Regions from separate parts of the Gossypium arboreum genome. Here region 1 is linked to region 2. The links are chromatin contacts, called in public Hi-C maps. All regions are on one chromosome and are shown on one strand. The core of a region is the stretch at or near the end of the contact, and the rest is flanking DNA. Distances in the headings are between cores, read along the strand shown. Region 1 holds the start of LOC108464929 (ras-related protein Rab11A). Region 2 holds the start of LOC108470739 (40S ribosomal protein S6-like).

What was found. A called contact is a pair of places that touch in the nucleus more often than the background predicts.
Region 1: a contact with region 2 is called in a Hi-C map of leaf, with 1.7 times the contacts expected there. The contact joins the promoter of LOC108464929 here to the promoter of LOC108470739 in region 2. A contact is called at or near these places in 2 of 5 Hi-C or Micro-C datasets (both in leaf).

The regions. Positions count from the first base shown.
Region 1 is chr11:55,630,571-55,636,349 of ASM2569848v2, forward strand. LOC108464929 (ras-related protein Rab11A) reads right to left here and starts at 2,409. Exons shown (of 2, transcript XM_017765214.2): 1 at 1,876-2,409; 2 at 1-617. The coding sequence starts at 2,108. The coding sequence ends at 173.
Region 2 is chr11:55,398,989-55,404,658 of ASM2569848v2, forward strand. LOC108470739 (40S ribosomal protein S6-like) reads left to right here and starts at 1,511. Exons shown (of 6, transcript XM_017772181.2): 1 at 1,511-1,655; 2 at 1,752-1,816; 3 at 2,364-2,421; 4 at 2,522-2,630; 5 at 2,715-2,987; 6 at 3,127-3,534. The coding sequence starts at 1,650. The coding sequence ends at 3,365.

The DNA of each region.
Region 1 (5,779 bases), core at 1,159-3,658, 230 kb after region 2:
TTTAAATTTAGGTTTTCTATTTCCCATATCAGAACATGTAATTAATTAGCTGCCCCTTGCAAATTAAACTAATGCAATGTATAATATACAAACAGATATACCACACCCTTCAAAATTTGATATTAAGAATGTAAAATAAAAAACCTGATAATAGGAGACAAATCCAATTAAATCATGACCTACAGCACATGTTGCTCTTTGCTGGAATTTCTTGCGCTGGACCTGGAATGACTATCTTCTTGCCTGCTAGAGACGTGGGGTTGCCATTCCCCTGATTCTCATCAGCAACCAGGTTCTTCTTGTTCACGATGTTGAAGATCTCCGTAAGCACAGTCATGAAGGCAGTCTCCACATTAGTTGCTTCAAGAGCCGAGGTCTCCAAGAAAAATAGTCCTTCCTTTTGAGCAAATTCTTTGGCATCCTCGGTTGGAACTTCTCGCTGGTTTTCAAGGTCACTTTTGTTCCCGAGCAGGATAATAACAATGTTCTTGTCGGCATGGCCACGCAACTCTTCCAGCCAACGAGGAATGTGATCAAAGGTCTGACGTTTTGTTATGTCATACACCAGCATTGCTCCGACAGCACCCCTATAGTATGCACTCGTAACAGCTCTGTATCTGTTCAACATAAGAGAAGCAAGAGAATTAGGTAAAAAGTATTAGTTGATGGCTAGATTCTTATATGCAGGCTGGACCATTATAACGAAAAAGAATCCCCATAACCAAATAATAAGTGCCCTAGATGGAACCAATGGGGTAACCTGTACCAAAACCAGATATAACTTATTAAACATTACGTCTCAAAAGTCTTGATTCAATACCTACCGGTTGAATGATTAAAAGCTAAACAAATCCAGGCAGTTGATTGACCACTTATTTAACACGAAGGGATTGCAACCAAAATGGCTCAAATTAAAGTTGAATGATGAAATCATTGCCCTGCTTACCAAAATAGCATGCTTAACATGGAACATTAGATATCTACAGTTTCTGTAAAATTTGAATCCTAATCTGTTTATTATACGCATTAAATCCAAGCATTAGTTTCCAAATCTTAATCCCAATTAATTAAATCATCCATCATATTTCTGAATCCACTAAATATCTGCATTTAGTAAGTATAAAAATATTTTTCAAAGAAATGGATAATGGATTTGGATATTATCCGCAAAAATGAAGCCGACTCAAACTATGGATATCAAAAATTAATATCTGAATATTAATTAGAATGTATGAATCTGAATATTATTCAAATTTACAGCAAAAAAGCAAGTTGGATAACTGCAAATATCCAAATCTGCATTATCCATTGCTAAAATTTGAACTTCTACGCCAAGATTTGTAAGAAATGCGATGAGATCGAGGATCTACTAGACTATGATGCTTTTTACCAAACTGTTCCAAGTGACACAATCAAATCGAGCACTAAGATCCAACTAAGCACCATGTAAATTTTTTTATCCAGATCATCATCATAAGTTAAAAATAAATATCAACAGTAACTATATCATTTATCTATCAAACATCCAATCCAATCCTGATCGAAATTGAAAACATTTTCACCTCCGAACTAACACAATCATGGTAACTAACTAAACCATGTCTTGTCGGTGAACAGTAAATCTAGCAAACAAGCGCTCAGTACCAGGATTCTGAAATCCTTTTACATTTTCAAACAGCTTTTCTTTGAAAGCTTATAATTCTGTCCACAAACTACAGATCTATGAAAGAACAAGAGAAAAGAAGACGATCCCTATAGAATGAAAAACCCAAAAAGCTTTCAGCAAAAAGGAGAAATAAACAAATCTTCATGAAAAGTTAAAAAGCTTAGTAGTAGTAGTAGTAGTAGTAGTAGTAGTAGTAAGAAAAAAAGTACCGTTCTTGACCAGCAGTGTCCCAGATCTGAGCCTTGACACTCTTGTGTTCAATAACAAGAGTTCTAGTCTGAAACTCAACTCCAATGGTGGCCTTGGAATCTAAACTAAACTCATTTCTGGAAAACCGAGCAAGAATCTGAGACTTACCGACGGCAGAGTCACCAATCAAGACTACTTTGAAAACGTAGTCAATCTTCTGGCTTGGGTCCCCATACCCTCCTCCACTAGCCATTTTCCCTTCTAATTCTACTTCTAAGTCTTGTTTATTTCACTTGATTTGGTTTTGTTTTGTTTTGTTTCGGCCTGAAATATAGCTAAGAGCCGAAGGACACAGTTGGTAACGTTGAGTTTTAGATTATTGTCTTGTGAAAGGCAAAGTGAAAGTCTAAAATCTAAATAATTGATGAGAAAGACAATTTGTTCATTAGGAAGGAGAGGAGGGATTCGGTGGATCAGGATTTAGACTACATATGAGATGATAATCCAGTGAGTAGCAGACATTAATCCGTTTGCTTTCAACCAACCAAATATAAACCCTTTTTGTAATTTCATACATTTAAGGTGAAGTTTTTAGATTATGTAAGTTCACAATTATATTATAAGATATATTAAAATATTTAAAAAATAAACATTTAAAAAAAGACACATGACGATTTTTTGATAACTTGTAAAATAAAAAATACATTAAACTTTTTATACCATTATTGTATTTTATAATTTAAAATTTTAAATTAATTTAAATTAATACTTTTAAATATAATGAATTTACAAATAATATAAATTAAACCTTTATAAGTAATTGACAAATAATATATTAAAATCGCATATGTTATTAAAATATTTTTAAAATAGTATTAAAATTAATAAATATTAAACTTATACATATATGTTAAAATATAAAATTAATAAGTAAATTATAGATTTAAAGAAATCGAAAAATAAATATCTTTTTCATAAAAGCAATCTAGGAGTTCAATAGTCATATATAAAAATTGACAAAATTATTTCATATTTGAAATTAAAGTTTTATTACATTTTCATATAAATTTAACTGAGAGATAAAGGTAAATAATTTTTAAAAACAAGTAAATGTTAAGCTTACTTTTAATTAATTTTTAAATACATGAGTAAAAATAATGAATTTATTAAATTATAGTTATACTTTTTATATAATATATTAATTTGCATACTTGTGTGATAAACCTATTTGATTGTTTATATAAACATTTCAAAACATATGGTGCTATAAACGTGTGAAAAAAAATTTAAAATGTTTTTCACTTATTGAAATACATTTTCACTTAATATTTCATATACGTAATTTTTAGATAATATTATATTAGGTTTATAATTTTTTAAAAATTACTTCACAATATTTTAAATAAAATTTACAACACATTTTCAAAAAATAATTGTCTAATTATAAAATCAAATGATTTAAAAATCATTAGATATATGTCTATATTAATAAAAAATTATCTATTAAAAATTTGTTTTCATCGTCGTTAGTTACCTTAGATGATTAATCATGCACTAATTAAGTATTGCGTCAATTAATTACAATTTCAATCAGTTTAAATAACTAATTCATTAGTTACCTTACAATTGTAATGAAAGAATAACTTGGTCATGGTTTTACTTAATCAAACATCTTACCAAGGCCCATAACCACACAAACACAATTTTAATAACTCAAGTAGATGAAATGCAATCAACCTAACACAAATTAAATTCAAGCCATATCAAATAAATAAACTATTCAACATGACAAATATTCATAGACATGTTTATCATAACAACAAAAAAATTAAAAGGACAGGGAACAAGAATCAAATCTGGTATTTTCTCATTAGCTTGACTAGTTTGCTCTACTCCTCCTTCTCTGCTTGTTCTTGTCGAACCGGGGCTTCTACAAACACTTGAATACTGCTTGAAATGGTGGTTGATTGACTCTTTTTCAAGAGGTGAAATCAGAAAGGAAACAGGGGAAGAAAATGAAGAACAATGGAAGGGAATTAAGAGAGAAAAATGAGAGAGAAGTGAAGAGATGAGAAGGGTTGAGATGTGTTTGAAGTGAGCAGCCAAGGGGGTATCTATAGGTTGAAAAGGCTGCTAAAAATAGCCAAAATAAGCAGCCAAAGACTCCCCCCATGGCCGGCCACACATGTGGCATGTTTGAAGATTTCAAATATGTTATTTTAAGGTAGAGGCAAATCTAGAAAGGCATAAATAGTGGAGGGGTTTGAATGCAATTTAGAGGAGTCTTTAAGGGCCATTTTGCAAGCCAAATAATCAGCCAAGCAAGCTGATTGGGTCAGCATGTGGACGGTTTTGGGCTTCCCAATGTTCGGTTAGATCGATTTTCTCCGTTCAAATCAACTGGGTCCCTTTTCATAATTAATTAATAATAATTTATTTAATCCAAATTAAATTGGATTAAAATGAAAATTAATTATATTATGAATTAATACACATAATTTGGACCGTCTTAGGTTGAAAAATTAAGTAACCTTGATGCTTCAAAATTGCTTCTCAGTTTTGCGCTTCTAACAGTGTCCGTTGAGCTATTTTTCGCCCTTTGCCCGAATCTGTCGAAAAGAATTAAAATTAATCAAAATTTGATATAAAATTAATTAAAATTAAACATGTTCATATTTTGAGTGTAATTTAATTATTTTATAATAATTATATATTTTTCTACAAGAATTTTATCGAAATTGCATGAATTTGAGTTAAAAAGGGCATGAAAAAATGTGTATATTTTTGTGTTTCCACACCCCCAAACTTAATTCATTGCTCGTCCTGAGTAATGCACAAATTTGAAAAGAATTTATCAGAAAACACCTTTGAAAAATGTGTATATTTTCGTGCTGCAATCATTAAGTTTAATTTATGCCTTCATATATTGAACATAACAATTTCTCTCCACTAATGTAGGTAGCATAGAAACTTGAATCAATAGTTCTTTTAAATAGGTTGTAACATGGCTAAGCTAGGGGTAGGTAAAAGATAGATAAATTTAGGCTAAAAACTCTAGACTCAGCTTGAATCGGACCTTTGAAATAATTACCTTCAACACACCAACTTATTTCGCTTTCACATGCTCTTTTATACATCTATTTCTTTCGAGTACATATGCTCTCTTTTTTTTCTTTTTTTTTTAATTTCACGAGTATTTTGCTGTATGTATTACAATTTTTTGAGCATTTGATACTTCTTTTCAACTCCCCCAAACTTGTTTCAAAGAATATTATGAATAGTACCGAGTCTAGTGTTTGGGACAATTTAAAGATAATTGAGAGAAAAGTGATGGCTAAATATTGCAAAGGTTCAAATAAAATTAGGCTATATAGTCTCAAAGTTGGGTTTCAAAGGATAAAAATTCATCAAGGTAGGCTTGAAAGGCTCAAATGGTCCAAACAAAAGTTGCCTAAATCATTTTCAACATTCCATGCTTCCTAGGATTTCGCCTCAAGAAACTACTAAGTCAATTTTAGAGACTTAAACTTTCATGCATGCTTAACTTTCCTAAGGAACTAAAAATTTTATGGTATGATTTGCATGCTTTATTAAAAATACATTCATGTCATATTTCAGTTAACATAACAATTATTGAAATAATCAAACTTTATTTATATTGAAGTTTAGCATATTTAACAAAATTTCAAATTTTTGAACAAAATATAACCTAATCATAACTGAAAGAAAAATTTATTCTGAGTGGAAATAATTTCAATTTTTTGATCCCCCTGCTTAAGATGAACAATGTCCTCATTCTTAAAAGTGAATAGATACTATACACCAAATAGGATTCTAGAAAAGAGGAGGTGAGTCAATTTGTCTGCTTAAGTACCAAGCTCTCTCTAGATCCAATCGTAGACATGTATATATCTATTGCCACAC
Region 2 (5,670 bases), core at 261-2,760:
TATTTTGTAGTAACTTTTGGATTCGCCTCACCAGAGCTGAGGAAGAAATAGTTGGAATGTTCGTTGTTATTGCTTGCACCACCCCTCGAGATTATCTGTATGTATCAAAATTTTTCCACTCCCTGTTCTATAAGAAAGGTAAGGGCATCCAAAATACCCCAAAGTTGGGCATCAAAGATAAAGCACATATATTAATGGATTAAAATTTAATTTTATAAAACTATTAAATATTTGAAAATTTTCAAATAATATTATTTATAAATTTAAGATAATTAAATTTATTATTAATTAAAATTATGTAGGTGAAGATATCAATAACAAAAAAGTTATTTATGTATAAAATTAAAACCAAATATTAATTGACGCATATCATCATCATTATATGACTATTTTCTTAAATTAACTGCTATATACAAATTATTTATTTTAATCACATCCATTATATTCATTTTTATCAAATTGAACTAATAATTTTGAAAAAAATATTCTTTCATTCAATTAGAATAACCGATCTTATGCCAAATGAACGTAACTCAATAAAATAAAGATTTATAACTTTTACGAATGGGTAAATTCCTTTTAAACCAATCCATCTTTTGTTAAATTATTTTAAAGTGCTCAATATTCCTAAATTAAGTACTTATTCTTTCCAGACTTTTAAAATTTAAAAATTCCTTTATTAAAATTACAAAATTAGACTATTATTTTTATTTGTTCTAAAAATTATATTTCAATAAAAATAAAATAAATTATTTAAGCAATTATACATTTTATCTTGTAAAAAAATTATCAAAAAATTATTATTTTTATATTTCAAGATTTTATAAATAAATACAATAAGAGAAAATATATTTTTAATTTTTATTACTATTTGAGAAAATATATATATTCCAATTTTAAAAAAAAATAATATCAAGATAAACCTGAACAAGAAACAAACCAGTAGTATATATATTATAATTTATTTATACTAAATCTAATTAAAATTGCATAGTATTTATTATTAATTATTTGTACTTGGTGAATGACCTAATGATGACAACAATAAGTATATTTTTAATGTTGGAGAGAATATTTTAATAAATATGGAATGTTAGAGTAATTAGATAAAATTGTATGAGATATTTATTTTCTTGTTAATTTTATTGATAATTGTATTGTTAAATATTTTATTAGACTAATGTATTATTTAAAATGATTTGATTTTAATTGTTACTTATTTAAAGAATTTTTTATTATTAATAATTTTAAAATAATTAATATTTTTAAAATTTAGAATTATATGATTATATAATTACATTTTACATACTTTATAATATAATTAGTACCTTAATAATTACACTACCATTAATCTAAATTAATTTTTTTTGCTACATCCACGGATTAACAGGTCTGATAGATCAAATTTTACTTTGGGCTTACAATGAGCAGTAAGTAAATCCGAACCCACAAAATATCCATGTTCGTGAATCTGGGTTGACTCGGACCAACTTACAGACTTCCCTAATAACACCAGATTATTTTCCTTTATATTTAAACCTCCCCGAAAACCCTAACCCTCGAAACCTTAAGTTAGCAAGAGAGCAGCAGCAGTCTCGGCGGCGGCAGTTCTCCCCAGGGTCTATTTTCTAAACACCCATCAAACAGAAATGAAGGTTTTTCCCCTCTTTCCGCTTCTTTTTATTAAGGAAAAAGAAGATATTTCTGTCCCTTTTGGGTTTTTGTTGATTCTCTTCATTTGTTTGTTTCAGTTCAATATTGCAAATCCGACTACTGGCTGCCAGAAGAAGCTGGAAATTGACGATGACCAGAAACTGTAATTTTCTTTTCTCTTTTTTTGTTTTTTGGTTTTAAATTGTTTGGTTTAATTTTATTTTGTTGCTCTAAATTTCAATATTAGTCTTATATTTTTAAAGGCGAAAACACCCAGTTGAGTTTTCATGCTTCTTTTCGTATTGAGTGAGATTGAATTTTTAGAGTATTTAGAGATGCGCAAAATATGGGTGGAAGAAGCAAATTCAAAGGTAGAAAGTAGGTTAATGAAATTTATATGAATTTTTTGCTAATAATAGAATTTGTAAAGCAAAGTGGAAGGCAAAAGTTGTTTATACTTCCCAAAAAATGAGCTAGCATAATACATTTTGTAATTATTTTCTCTTGCCATATATTTTTTAAGTTAGGTTTCCTTTTGGGACTAGTTCTTGTCAAGCTACCACAATGCGAAGGAAATTCAACTGTGTTGTACCCTTTAACCATAGTTTTAACAGTATGCTTATTACATTTAGCGTCTTGGGGCGAGGTACTGCGAGCGTATTTGTTCCTGAGGAAGAAAAATTTCTGACCTTGGAACTTTGATATTGCAGCCGAGCCTTCTTTGACAAGAGGATCTCCCAAGAAGTCAGTGGTGATGCCCTTGGCGAGGTATGTTTCCAAGTTACTTTTAGTTTCTCTTTATCCAATTTATGCTTTTGAATCTGGCCATCTTAACTGCAGTTTGCTGTTATCTCATATCATTTAACAGGAGTTTAAGGGCTATGTGTTCAAGATAATGGGAGGCTGTGACAAGCAAGGTTTTCCAATGAAGCAAGGAGTTCTGACTCCAGGCCGTGTTCATCTTTTGCTTCACAGAGGTCTGTAGACTGCAAATTAGTTGCATTTGTTTGTTTGTATAGAAATGTTTTTTATTTGTTGACCAATTGTTTTTCTTTGAATAGGTACTCCCTGCTTCCGTGGGTATGGTAGGAGAAATGGAGAGCGAAGGAGGAAGTCAGTTCGCGGATGCATTGTTAGTCAAGATCTTTCAGTTCTGAACTTGGTTATTGTTAAGAAGGGTGAAAATGATCTTCCTGGATTGACCGACACTGAGAAGCCAAGAATGAGGGGTCCAAAGAGAGCTTCGAAAATCCGGAAGTTGTTCAACCTCTCTAAGGAAGATGATGTTCGGAAATATGTTAATACATATCGCCGAACCTTTACAACCAAATCTGGTGAGTACTAAATATTTGTTTGTGCTTCATTGAGTTTCCTGGGGAATGAGTTTTGGTCAATGATTTACTTTTCATAAATAAGTTAATGATGGTAGTTGCTCCCCTAGTTGAAAATAAAGAACACTTTTTTGGAATGCAGGTAAAAAAGTAAGCAAGGCTCCCAAAATTCAGAGGTTGGTGACTCCGTTGACCTTGCAGAGGAAGCGTGGCAGAATTGCAGAGAAGAAGAAGAGAGTTGCAAAGGCCAAGGCTGATGCTGCTGAATACCAGAAGCTCCTTGCCCAGAGGTTGAAGGAACAGCGTGAGCGCAGGAGTGAGAGCTTGGCCAAGAAGAGATCTAGGCTCTCTGCTGCTTCTAAGCCATCCATTGCAGCTTAATTGTACCACATACAAGGATTGGTATTTTCTTCGGTTTTGAATGTTGATTCTAAAATCTCATTATAGGTTGAGGTGATTTTGACTTGACAATGCTTTTAAGTTTTCATGACATTATGTTTTGGATGCTTACCTATTCCTCTATTTATTTCATGAATTTTTTTATATTCAATATCGTAACATCCAAAGGCCTCACTTGTTGAAACCGAACCTAACAGGCTGGTTCAACTGGGAACTGATCAGTTCTATGGTTCAACTATAGTAATTTAACTGGAAAATGAACAGGCCGGTAAAAAATCGAATGATAACGTATAGAACTTGGTCGAAAACTCAAGTGACCGAACTAGGTGATCGGTTTTGAGATTGCTTTCAGCATCATTCCACAGTATTTTGCTCAATCATTTATGTTGCCAGAGGGAAATAACAATGAAAGGAAGAAAAAAGGTAAGTTAAAAATATAGATTTAACGCTAAAACTGATGCTTTGAATTGTTTGAGTATTTTGACTAAAATTGGTAAGTGAAGGAAACTACAAATCTAAAAAATGGAAAGTGAAATGTAATTCCATGGATATGTTTGGTTGAAAGTGTATAATTATATTATAATTTTCTATGTGAAGTATAAATTATAATTATATAGTTATATAATTTATATTTTAAAAAATATTATTTATTATAAAAATTATTAGCACTAAAAATAATTTTTAAACAAATAGCAAAAATTAAAATCTAATCATTATATGTATTATATTAGTCTAAAAAAGTAGTAGATACTATCAAACCATAGTTTAAGGTTTGCTCTCTGTAGCACGCTTTCTGTTTACTCTTGATAGCACATTTCTGTCTTTCTTGTTTCCTTTTTTTTTTTGTCGTGTTTTGCTTTCAGTAGTTGGTTTGGTTGTGTTATTTTGCCTGGGTTTAGTCTAGTGTTCGAGTGGTGTGAGGTGATAGTCATGGAGAATGAGATGGCGGGTTTGAAATTAGATGATGAGGAAGAAGAGGTGATGTGACTACCCATTGATCCTAGCTTTCAGAGATTGGCATACAAGTTCTGTTTGGTTGGTTGTTTTCTTACGACAAGCGTAATCCATTTTTCGGCAATGAGAAATATGATGGTGAACTTTTGGCATACTTTAGGGGGTGTTCAGATATTAGATTTGGGGGAAGGGGATATTTGTTCAAGTTTTATTGTGAAATGGACATTGAATGAGTGATAAATAGGGCTCCGTGGACTTTCAATAATCACTTATTGATTATTGATGGGCATCGAAACCACCAAATAAAAATTTATACGATAAAATAACTCTAAATAGTAGTAAAACGAAAGCAAGGTCAAGTCCACAGGGATTCATTATTGTGATCAACTTTCGTACTTTTCTTGTGAACAAAATAAATAAAATAAATTAAGAGAGTTGAAAATGTTTAGAAATTAAATAAGTGAGATAGAGAAATTAACAATTATGTAAATCGAAAATAAAATAAAATTAGAAAATGAATTTGAATTCTGTAAATAAAATTATAAAGCCTTAGCCTTAGACTCGGTGAACTCTGGTTTTTGAGTCGATCCTTTAAAATGAGTTTTGTCCTCCAAACAATAAGCTAGTTATAGCAGCTAAGAATGCTCTAATTGCCAATTCTTCCTTTCATAGTTGATTCAAGTACGACATGCAAACCAACCCTTACCGATTGTCTAACCGCGATACATGTATTCACAATTCAAGACTCCGATAGCCTTGCGTTCTAAAGAACCCAACTTGAATCAATGACCTCAACCGCGCGGGACATTTAAATCCGATCACCATCTCTCTTGACGAAAATCCCTCTAGTATGACCCCGCCAGGATACGCCAATTTGTTTGCGGGAATTTGAATACAACACAACTGGCTCGTCTTCCCAACTGTACACTAAAACAAATCCAACCCAATGTGAACTTTTGAGTTGAAATCGAGTTAACTTTAAGGGACGAATTTGTCAATCCCAATATTTTGGACAGACAATGAATACTGTTATGAAAGATTTTTAGTGTGGATACATTTCTCATGATTCTTGACCAGAAAGAATACCGGCTGAAAACTAAGTAGAGATTTAGTGAAACATGAAATTAATCATGCTTTTGTTGGTTTATGAAAATGATAGGAGATGAAATAAGGGAAGGGCTTGGGAAATAATTAACCCTAAATATTGAAAAGGATAAGAAAGTTGACAGTATGCCTACTATTATTTCACGCAAAGAAAGAAAGAAAGAAATGAATTTATTGTTTTATTCAATTTTTAGGTATTCAAGGTGTATCTTTTCAAGTCCACCATACA